Linked DNA regions of Triticum aestivum: region 2 is linked to region 1. A link is a contact called in public Hi-C data. All regions are on one chromosome and are shown on one strand. The core of a region is the stretch at or near the end of the contact, and the rest is flanking DNA. Distances in the headings are between cores, read along the strand shown.

What was found. Hi-C and Micro-C count contacts between places; a contact is called where the count stands out from the background.
Region 2: a Hi-C map of leaf shows a contact between it and region 1, with 7 times the contacts expected there. The contact joins the promoter of LOC123167182 here to the enhancer-like site in region 1. A contact is called at or near these places in 2 of 5 Hi-C or Micro-C datasets (both in leaf).

The regions. Positions count from the first base shown.
Region 1 is chr7D:398,744,372-398,749,258 of IWGSC CS RefSeq v2.1, reverse strand. No RefSeq gene overlaps it. Among protein-coding and RNA genes, the nearest start is that of TRNAF-GAA, 140 kb to the right of the region's middle. Within about 2 kb of position 2,013, at least 3 of the 8 cell types and tissues checked have an H3K27ac peak or open chromatin away from gene starts, as enhancers often do. A contact at or near this core is called in leaf, where this site is marked.
Region 2 is chr7D:399,199,925-399,205,206 of IWGSC CS RefSeq v2.1, reverse strand. It overlaps LOC123167182 (40S ribosomal protein S13-1), which reads right to left and starts at 3,800. Exons shown (of 5, transcript XM_044585015.1): 1 at 3,640-3,800; 2 at 3,487-3,559; 3 at 3,265-3,403; 4 at 2,991-3,177; 5 at 1,522-1,755. The coding sequence starts at 3,662. The coding sequence ends at 1,722. It overlaps LOC123169327 (28 kDa ribonucleoprotein, chloroplastic), which reads left to right. Exons shown (of 4, transcript XM_044587170.1): 3 at 1-89; 4 at 459-721. The coding sequence ends at 539.

The DNA of each region.
Region 1 (4,887 bases), core at 764-3,263:
GGAAAATGGTGAACAAGTATTTAAAGTTGTTGAATAAGTATTAAAAATGTTTAACAAATACTTAAAAAATGTGGAAATAGGTATTAAAAATGTTGAACGAGTATATAAAAAATGCTTAACAAGTATTAGAAATGTTGGACAAGTATTTTTTAAAATGTTGAATAACTATTAAAATGTTGAAAAACTATATGAAAAATGTTGAAATAGCATTGGGACGATGTTGAACGTGTATACAAAAAATGTTGGTCACTTGTTACCAAAAATGTTTTTGACATGTATGAAAATATAGAGTGAAAAGGAAAACAAAGATAAGAAAACACAAAAAAGAAAAGAAAAAAGAAAACCAAACAAAAAATGGAGGAAAAAACGGAAAAGAATGAAAGAAATCTGAGAAGAAAGGAAAAAGAATGGCAAAAACGGAGAAGAAAAAAGAAATGGAACAAAAGAAAACAAAAAAAGTAAAAAGAAAAATGGAGAAGACCGGCTCGGTGGCATCTAGTAGATGTGGATCCTAAATTTTTGAATCTATGCGAGCTAAATGGCCCGGCCCAACACGATTCACATCCGACGCAAGGTAGTAGACTATAGCGTTCACGTACTCTGGACGGCTCCAGCCTGGTTTTACGATTTTGGGGACATTCTATAATATTCTTGAACCGTTTTTTTTAGATGTTTTCGCTTTGTTATGGTTTTTTTATTCGTATTTTCTTTTTTCCTCCTTCTCTGTTTCTTTGTCTTTCCTCTTTTTCCTTTCTGTTCCTTTTCTTTTCTCTTTGTGTTTGTTCAAAATTTTCACATACTTTTCAGTAAAAGGTTGGGATTTCAATAAAAAATTCCGTTTCAAAACTTGTTCCCTAATCTCAAAGAAAGTTCTTGTTTCCATATTTTGTTCGGAATATTAAAAAAATGTTCTCATTTTAAAAAATTGTCCACAAATTTCAAAATTTTCTTCATGTTTAAAATTTTGTTTGGGAGTTCAAAAAATGTTTCGGTTCGAATAATTACTTTGCATATTTAAAAAAATGTTCATCTTTTCAAATTTCGTTCCCGAGTTTCAAAATATTTTCGCGTTCCAAATTCTGCTTGGAATTAAAAAAAATGTTCCAGTTTTAAAAAAATGTTTGTGTTTCCAAATTTTGTTTCCAGAGTTTCAAAAAATGTTTGTTATTTCCAAAAAAAATTGGAATTTCGAAAAATATTCCCGTTTTGCAAAAATGTTTGTATTTTCAAATTTTGTTTCCAGAGTTTCCAAAAAAAATTGTGTTTTAAAAAAACTGGAATTTCGAAAAATGTTCACTTTGAAAATATGATCGCTTATTCATTTTCCCAGAGTTTCAAAAAATTGTTCAGTATTTTTCAAAAAATGTTCTTGTTTTCGAAAATGTTTAATTTTTTTTTTGAAAATTTTGTTCACAAATTGAAAAGGTGTTCGCGTTTAACATTTCCCTTTTTCTCAAACAGATGTTTTCCGTTCAAAAATTCAAAAACACTCGGATCTGCGATGGTTCTGGTTCTTAAGTGTTTCGCACAGCCCAGTATTCAGGTACGCCCTTAAGGTTAGTTGGTAATACCAGGCGTTCCGGAGCTGACAAAGTGGTGGTCGAAGATATAAAGGAGGAGAACGCGGCTAGCTATGGAGCGATCATACATGAAATAATAGGCCATTCTACCACTTTTGTTTTAAAAAAATTTATTCATGAGTTTAGGAGCTCAAACTATGAAGCTCACAACTTAGCGAAGCATGCTTTTTTTCTCGGGGATGGTCGCCATGTTTGGTTAGGACACCCTGGTGATCTTCCATCCGTCTGTGTAAACATTGAAACGAATTAATAAAAAGCTTCATGAGGTTGTCTAAAAGAAAGGTGTTCCAGAGCTGGAGCTCCTGCGTTCGATACCTACGGAATGCGACATTTTTTGGACCACAAACTCGCGTTACAGTACACGTTCTCTGTTGATCGCTAGCTTGGGCCGGCCCAGTCGGATATCCGCCTGTGCACGTGGTCGACAAATTGCCGCAAAGGGCGGCAGATAGGAGCTCCCAGACATAGGTGCGCCCGCCGCGCACCACCCTGGTTCGCCGGGACATATGTGGGCGGCCGGCCCATTATTCCCTCCATCTGGTTCGGAAACTTCTAGAAGATTTTCTCTTATTTTTGGGCTGGGTTTCTTTTGTTTTCTCGTAAAAAATTCTTTCTTTAATTCTCTTTTTTCGTTTTTATCTATGTATTTTCAATTTAAATTTAAATTTCACTTTTATTTACGCAATTTGTTTTTGAAAAAATTGGACTTTTTAAAAATTTGAGTAATTTTTCAATTTTGATGAACAACTTTTATAAATTCATGGTGTTTTTTCAATTCATGATTTTTCAAATCCATGAACCTTTTTCCAAACCTGCAAGCTTTCCTCAAGTTCACGAATTGTTTTGTAATCTATGACATTTTTTTTCAAAATCGTGGAACTTTTTAAAATTTTCACGAACTAGCTCTAGTTATCCAGGTTGTGGCGTTTAATTTTGTTCGGGTGGGGGGAAGCATGATACCTCCCCCGCCTAAATTGTTGGAGAAGACCGTTGTGAGGGCAACAAGTACTGATGTTGATGCTTTACTCAAGCTCTCTCGGGAGTTGTTATTTGTGACCACATAGATGACTTCATTGGAGCTACGATGCTAAGGCGCATCAGATGTGGTATCCTACTGAGGCCGCTGCATTGCACGAAGGTTTGAAGATGGACCAACAGTTTCACCATTAACCCATGAGTACCAAAATCATCTCCAACTCCAAGCCCCCGACTCTTTCTTCTTCTGCTTCATAATTCATATAATAGAAGAGAAGGATCAAACCGTCTCGATGCAGTAATATTATTATGTGGATGGATGATATAATAATTGTAGATGCATTGAATCTTAACGTTGTATACTTGACGGTACCCGCTCCTTTTTTATAAAGGATGTCTTTATTAACTAAAAATATAGCATTATAAAAGCATGATGAGCTACATCGACAATCTGACAAAATAGAATACAAAAATGGATGTATCAGCAACAGTAAAGTCATATAGGACCGACAATGCTCCTATGTCGAAAAAGATGGTGGACCAACCCGAAGATTATGGTGGCAGCTCCTGTCCTCTGTAACACTATGCTCCCTAGTTTTAAAGAACCCACATTCAATTGAGGTCTCCAATTGAAATTGTATCACCCGATTTTGACCGGTTCAACAATTTTTCAAAGCCCTTTCATTCAATTCTTTTATACTATACACTATGCTTGCTAACTTTAAGGCCTCACAATTAATCAAGGTCTTCAATTTAGAATTAGGTCACCCGATTTTAACCGGGTCAACAATTTATCAAGGAGCTCTTCCATTCAATTTCTTTTAATTTCATTAGTAGGATGTCCGTGCTACGCCACGGAATTACAAAAGATCAGGTGGAGCATTTTTACTTGAAGGTCAGGAGCCTAGTGAACAACAAAAGATGCACCAAGACGTTGATAAAAGTGATGCTATATCATTGATAGGTACACATTGAGGAAAAAAACGAACATATGGTTTCCAACTAATAAACCCCCACATGAAAAAAAGCATGCTACTTTTCCTCTCAGCAAATGTCATGCATTGTCTTTTCTCTCTTCTTCGTGCATTAACCCCTTCCTTTTCCTCAAGTGTAAATTTTTGCCGATGTGCCCTTGTCGAATTCTGGGCTCCGCAGGCCCTGGATAGATTCGAACTCTGGGGTGCGAGCTAAGAACTCAACCTCCTCGGTCTGCCAACTCGCTGATCCCACGGCCTAGCTCAAAGTACTGAAAGGAAATGGAACAAGGCAGTTTACCCAGGTTTGGGCCACCTTGCGGTGTAAAACCCTACTTCTGCTTTGTGGTGGATTGGCCTCGAGGTGGGCTGAGGATGAACTAGTATAGTGGAAGAACAACCTCAGGAGGTGTGTTCTTGAGCTGGTGAGGGAGAGGATGATCTGAATCATCCATCCCCATCTACGGTGGTGGCTAGGCCCTATTTATAGTGGCCTTGGTCCTCTTCCCCCAAAACGAAGGCGGGAAGGGATCCCACAACGGCCAAATTCAAAGGGAGACAACTAGTACATCTTATCCTGACAAAAGGTAGTCTTCGCCTGCAAAGCTTCTGGTCGTGACGCCGTGGTGGACTCGGCGATGACCTCCGTCCTGCCGTCCTGGAGGTCTTGGTCTTGTTGCATGGAAATGTAAACCTTTGGCTGATTCCTCAGGACTTCGCGCGTGCGCTTGCCTCCTTATTAGCACCAAAGAGGAAACTATTGTGCTACGCTCGCTGGCGCCCGCCTGGCCTTGGTCGTCATGGCTTGTGTCATCCGAACCTCATGAGGTCGAGGCTTGCATAGAGATCTCCGCCCCTCAGGAGCCAGCCTGAGGAGGCCGCTCCTTCTGGGGGTCTTGGCGTGACCCGCCTCGCAAGGCTTGGCCCCTCGCAAGGGTCTTGAGTTGTCGATGTTGAAGGTGGGCCGTACCAGGCCGTCGATGGAGCCACGCCGCGGGCCATAGGCAGGTAAGTCTGGGTACCCCCATTCCCAGAACGCCGATAGTAGCCCCCGGGCCCAAGGTGCGCTCGAACTTGGCCTCGAGGCGAAGCCAAAGGGCAAGGGCGGAGCGCCGCGGTCCCTAACCACCTGCGGCCTTGGTCGATGCGTGGCGCTTGATGGGACGTGGGCGTCTCCGCTTTCCCACGTAGCCTCGGCAACCATTTGACTTGACTGGAGCCTGCTTCATGCAGAAAAGCCATCATTGCGTGGGGTCGTGGAGGCCGGGGTTTGGCCTCCCTCCGGCTATAAATGGGGGGAGGGGCAGAGCCCCCCTTGCTCATCTCCATCTTCTCGTTGATCGTCCTTCCTTCTCCTT
Region 2 (5,282 bases), core at 2,551-5,050, 450 kb before region 1:
ATCGCAAAGGAGGGAGAAGTCGTGTCTATGGATTCCTTTCGTTTTCTTCAGCCGAAGAGCTTGAGGCTGCTCTGCAGCTTAACAATACGGTATAATTCTTCAACCTCTATGTTTTGCTACTTATTCCCTCGGGTTTGATATTAGAATGGAAACCACAAATCCTTGTTGAATTTATTTCAAGAAACTTCATATATGCATACCTTCAGAATCTGCATCTCGGGTTAGTTTGTATAAGAAAGTCCTATATAAGTAAAATGGGATTACATTTGTTCCAGAAAGTTTCGGCATAACCTGAAGCCTACCAGTAGCTCCATGATATCTAAGCACCTCCATTTCATATTTTTTCCTAATTACACTCTGTCTATATACACTTTTTTATGCCACTCCCAATGATATTGCGAGTTTGCGACTATGTTGACAACTATCATATCTTATCTCGACTCTTACTAATGCAACAGGAATTTCATGGACGGGATATCATCGTCAGAGAAGCTCATGTAAAATCGCCAGATACACTAAGCCAAACCCTTGAGAGTTAGACCTGCAAGCTACTGTGTTTATTTTTGTCTGGCTTATTTGCCAATTGAGTTCATTGTTCAGGCGCAAGCGCAACTAAGTAGCTAACATCTTCTGTATGTACGGAGTAATGTAGTGTGATGTACCATTGCAATTTTGCCGAAATACAATCATTAACATGAATGGACTGACTGGGTTGACCATATACCGGTTATCTGAAATCTTGTGTGGGATCTTGACAATTCATTCTACTCCTCTGCGATTGGATTTCCTCTGCCTCTTCTTCTTTGATGCCAGTGTCACACGATCTGTGGTCTTCCACGATTGTATCACACCTGAGGATGTTGCCAAGGGTGTGTATTTGCTTGATGTGGAGGCCTTGAGGTCAATAAAGTCTTCTTTTTCAAAGAAAAAAGAAGGATGTTGCCGTACTGCCATAGTGATCATGTGTAACATGAGGATGTTGCCAAGGGTGTTGTACAGGTTTGAGGGACACTTTAGTTTTTCATGCCAAAATTTGAGAACTTTGGCAACATTGTTTGAAATAGGTGGCCAATTGGTTTTGATCTCAAAATTTGGATAGGTTATGTTTTCTTTATCTCTTCAGTCGACTTCTGCAGCTTAACAGGAACAAGGGCGCCAAATTATAGTAATTTGTTCATGTAACATAATACGAACGCATTAGTAATGGCAACATCTCAGCAAACCTCTGCACCATTCATAAAGGGATGAAAAATCTCAAAAACCTATGAAACCTTCATACTACAGGAATCTAGCATATGAACCTTACCAAATCAAAATTCTCCTTTGATGCCATACTATTTTCTGAGGATGTGGTCAACATTTAAATTCGAAAACACTCAAGTATTTGAATGCTGAACTAGAGGCCTAGTTCAGAGTACTTCTAAACCGCTGAGTAAGAGCAAAGCAAGCAAAGTATACGATCTTCAGCCGAAGAGCAACATGTACTATTGGAAAAAACATACGGTAACTGCTAACTGTAACTGACAAAATCTGGGCACATTATAACAGTCGTTTAACAGACAGAACAGTGAAACCATAAAGGTTTTACAGCATCCTCCAGGCAAACATAGAAAATTTGCAGCATCTGCTTGGCTCCAAACTCTCATAAAGCATTACATAAGAATGGTTTCCAGAACAATCAAGCTTTAATCAGCTAAGAGCACACCAGATCTGGATCTCCCTTAAGCCACCAGAGTGCTGGCGGTGGTAGACTCGCTGCAGAGGCGAAAGAATTGTGTTAGCAAAACATTTGTTGTATGAGATGACACGATTGGCAACATACATTAGGAATACTATAAGATAAGTCCAACGGAAATGCTTTACGTATGAAAAAGGCAGTCTGATATGTGTACAAATTCATCCAGGCCATACAACAAATGCAACAGAGAGTGAATATAAACTGCCGTACCATTATCATTGAACTGCCTTCGGTTCAACAACAATGTTTACATTACATAGATGCAAGTTTAGTTGGCACCTTTGCCTTGGGCTACCCATTTGTATTTTAAAAGACTAAAATGCACACTCATAAATGACTTGCTCGGCACTGCTCGGCACATCAGATAACCAATGATTTTATTCGTATAAATTTAAATGCAATTTCATCATTATAGATTTGCTTCAGAATGGCATGATTCAGCCAACAGAATAGACCACCACTGAGTAGGAATTTAAAATAGATAAATGCAATTGTAGAAATGTTGCAGTTTGAAGAACACATTGTATGTGTCACCCAGACACACATACGTGGGATAATGACACATATCAGTATCATAACCAGTTGCATTTTTCAAAACTGCAAACATTTCAGTTGGGTTGATCTAATTTCTCTTTAACACAAGTATTGTGATCTTCATCAAATTCCTATTTCATATCCAAACTAAAGAAGTTACATTATCATGCTGGCAAATTGTAGTCATTTAGTAACACACAAAATGCATAGGTGTTCTCCATTTAGATCTTCAAAAATGTCTGAAGTGGCTATATCATCACTTCATAACATCAATCTTTACAAGTCAAACTATTGACTCATATACTTATAATTTTGGTGTGCACACCGAATCAGCAGTGTCCACTACAGTATGCCAGTACGGGAATGCCTTACTAACACCAATTAGCAGCACATCCGCCACAAACACAACTAAGCTTAATCACAGGCATAACTAAGTAGTTTAGAATCCCATTTCTCTAAAATTCCTGTCCCATGAGAACAGAACAGCCAACAGATCAGCATCTAAATACATTTATAAGTAGCCTCATCTGAAGTAGTACCAAACACGTACTCCTACTCAACAACCTATATGTAGCACACATTCTACAGCTCATATGTAGCAAGTGGCACACAAACAGCGAACTGTTCACTGTACTTGCGTACTAAACTGATAAGGCGTCACAATTCACCGAAGCTATAGCAGAAGAAAGATTAATGGCATTGGGATTGAGTGACTTACTACTTCCAGGTGGGCGGGAGCTTCTTGGTGCGCTTGTAGTAGCGAGCGAGGCGGTGGATCCTGCTCTCCACAAGGATGAGCCTGAACTTAGAGTCCTTGTCCTTCCTGTTCCTCTCCAGGTGCTTCCTTATCGCCACCGCCTTCTTGATCAGAAAGTAGAGATCCTCCGGGATCTCTGGCGCCAGCCCTGCGCACCAACACTCACACAATCAATCCACTATCAACACATAGAGCACTCTGAGAAAGACGAGGGGGGATCTAATCTATTTCTCACCATGGGCCTTGAGGATGCGGAGGATCTTGCTCCCGGTGACGCTCTTGACGAGGGGGATGCCGTGCTGGTCACGGAGCAGGACGCCGATCTGCGACGGCATCTGGCCCTTCTTCGCGGCCTTGGTGATTAACTCGTCCACCTGCACACGAGCCCGACGCACGCATCAGCCAGCCATATCACATCGAATCGAGGGGGCGAAGAGAAGGTGAGGCTTCTTCTTACATCGGCGACGGCGGTCTTGACCCAGCTTGGTGGAGTCCTCTTGTACGGCAGCGCTGACGACGAGATGCCCTTCCTGCGTCACAGAGTCGCGGAGACGCCATTAGACCAGAAAATTCACAGGATTGCGGTGGCAGTGCAGGGGGTGAGGATTACCCGCGGCTGTGCATGCGCCCCATGGCTGCGGCTGCTGCGGCGGCGAGGGGAGTGGCGGCGGCGGCGGTGGCGGCGGGAAGGGCGAGAGAGGCGCGAGTGGTGAGAGGATAGAAAAGAGCCTGGTTAGGGTTCTGGGGTTCCACTTATTTGAGGGCTTTCTTATATTTTGGTCCTTCAGGTAATGCCCATTTAGATCCATGATCACGCCGCGTTGCAACGTGGACTGGGCTAGTGTGGGCCTTCAAAACCAGCGTTTTAACAACTGCGGCTCACACATGTGTCCTAGTCCAACAGGGAAGCTTGTGAAAACGATGATTCCTATATCTCGCGTAGGGCGGCGGATAGCAACCAAACGCATAGCTCCTCTCCCACTTATTTGCTTGGTGTCACATAGGGTGAAGTAGAACTGCTTGTATTTTTATGAAGACTCCCCATCTGGTTTTGGGCAGGTTTTCCTTTTTCTCTCTGTTTTTCCTTGTCAGTTTTATCTCGATTTTTCATTTTTGGTTTTTGGTTTTATATTTATATTTTATATTTTTTAAATATATGAACAATTTTTAAAGTTGTGACAATTTTTTAAATTCTAAAGAAATCATGAATATTTTTATGTATTCGCAAACAATCTTCGAAATCTGGAAACAATTCTGAATTTATTTGATTCAGAACATTAAAGAAAAATCATGAACACTTATTGAAATACATGAACATGTTTTCAAAATCATGAACAATTATTTAAATCCAGGAACATTACACAAGGTTGTGAGCATTTTTTTAATTCGGAATTTTTTTAATTCATGAATAGCTTTTGAAATTTGGGAATTTTGAAAATTTCCAAACATTTTTTCAAATCATAAAGATTTTTTGAAATATGGGATATTTTTAAAATCTACAAAGATTTTTTTCAAATTCATATTTTTTGAAATGTTGTGAAAAAAAATATGAGTTTTGGAAAAAGTTGAAATCCTGATTTTTTTTAAGAAGCAAAGAAAACAGAGAAGAAAACACAAAAAATAGGGGAGCCTCGCCCCTCATATGGGCCGACCCAAAACTAGTGCGAAGGAAAGGCGCTCCGTGTTTCCTCTCTATTCCCCACATAAGTCGGGGAAAAGGAGGTCAAGGTGAAAAGGCCACCATTCTGCGTTTTTGAGATGAAATAACATTTTGTTCTAAAAGAAGAGAAGAAATGACATTCACTAAGAAAAAATGGTAGAAAAAGACAGGGTCTTGGGATAAAGACAAACACGAAATTAGGGCTCCTCCTCTAGTCGGCAAAATATTATGCTTGAAGTAAGTGCAATGATAAAAGGCATGTGCGACGAGTGGAAATGGCAAGCACATTAACATTTTTAACATTTGGGACCTAGGAGTGCGCATGCACCCCGTCCAGGATTTCGCTTGGGAACTTTCTTGAAGAAAGCACCATGAAATTACAAGACTCGATAGGTTCGAAAACCTTTTGGGCTATCAATGTAAAGTGTCTCTTGAGCGTCTGACGTCCAGTTATGGCATTGAATCTCACCAAGCCAAGCACCTTTCTTGGTGAAGTCGTCTTACTAACGGATGGTCAACACGGCCGGAGCCGCAATGGTACGGGGGCGACGTGGGACCATTTAGTTTGGGGGTGGGTACTGGTACAGGTACTC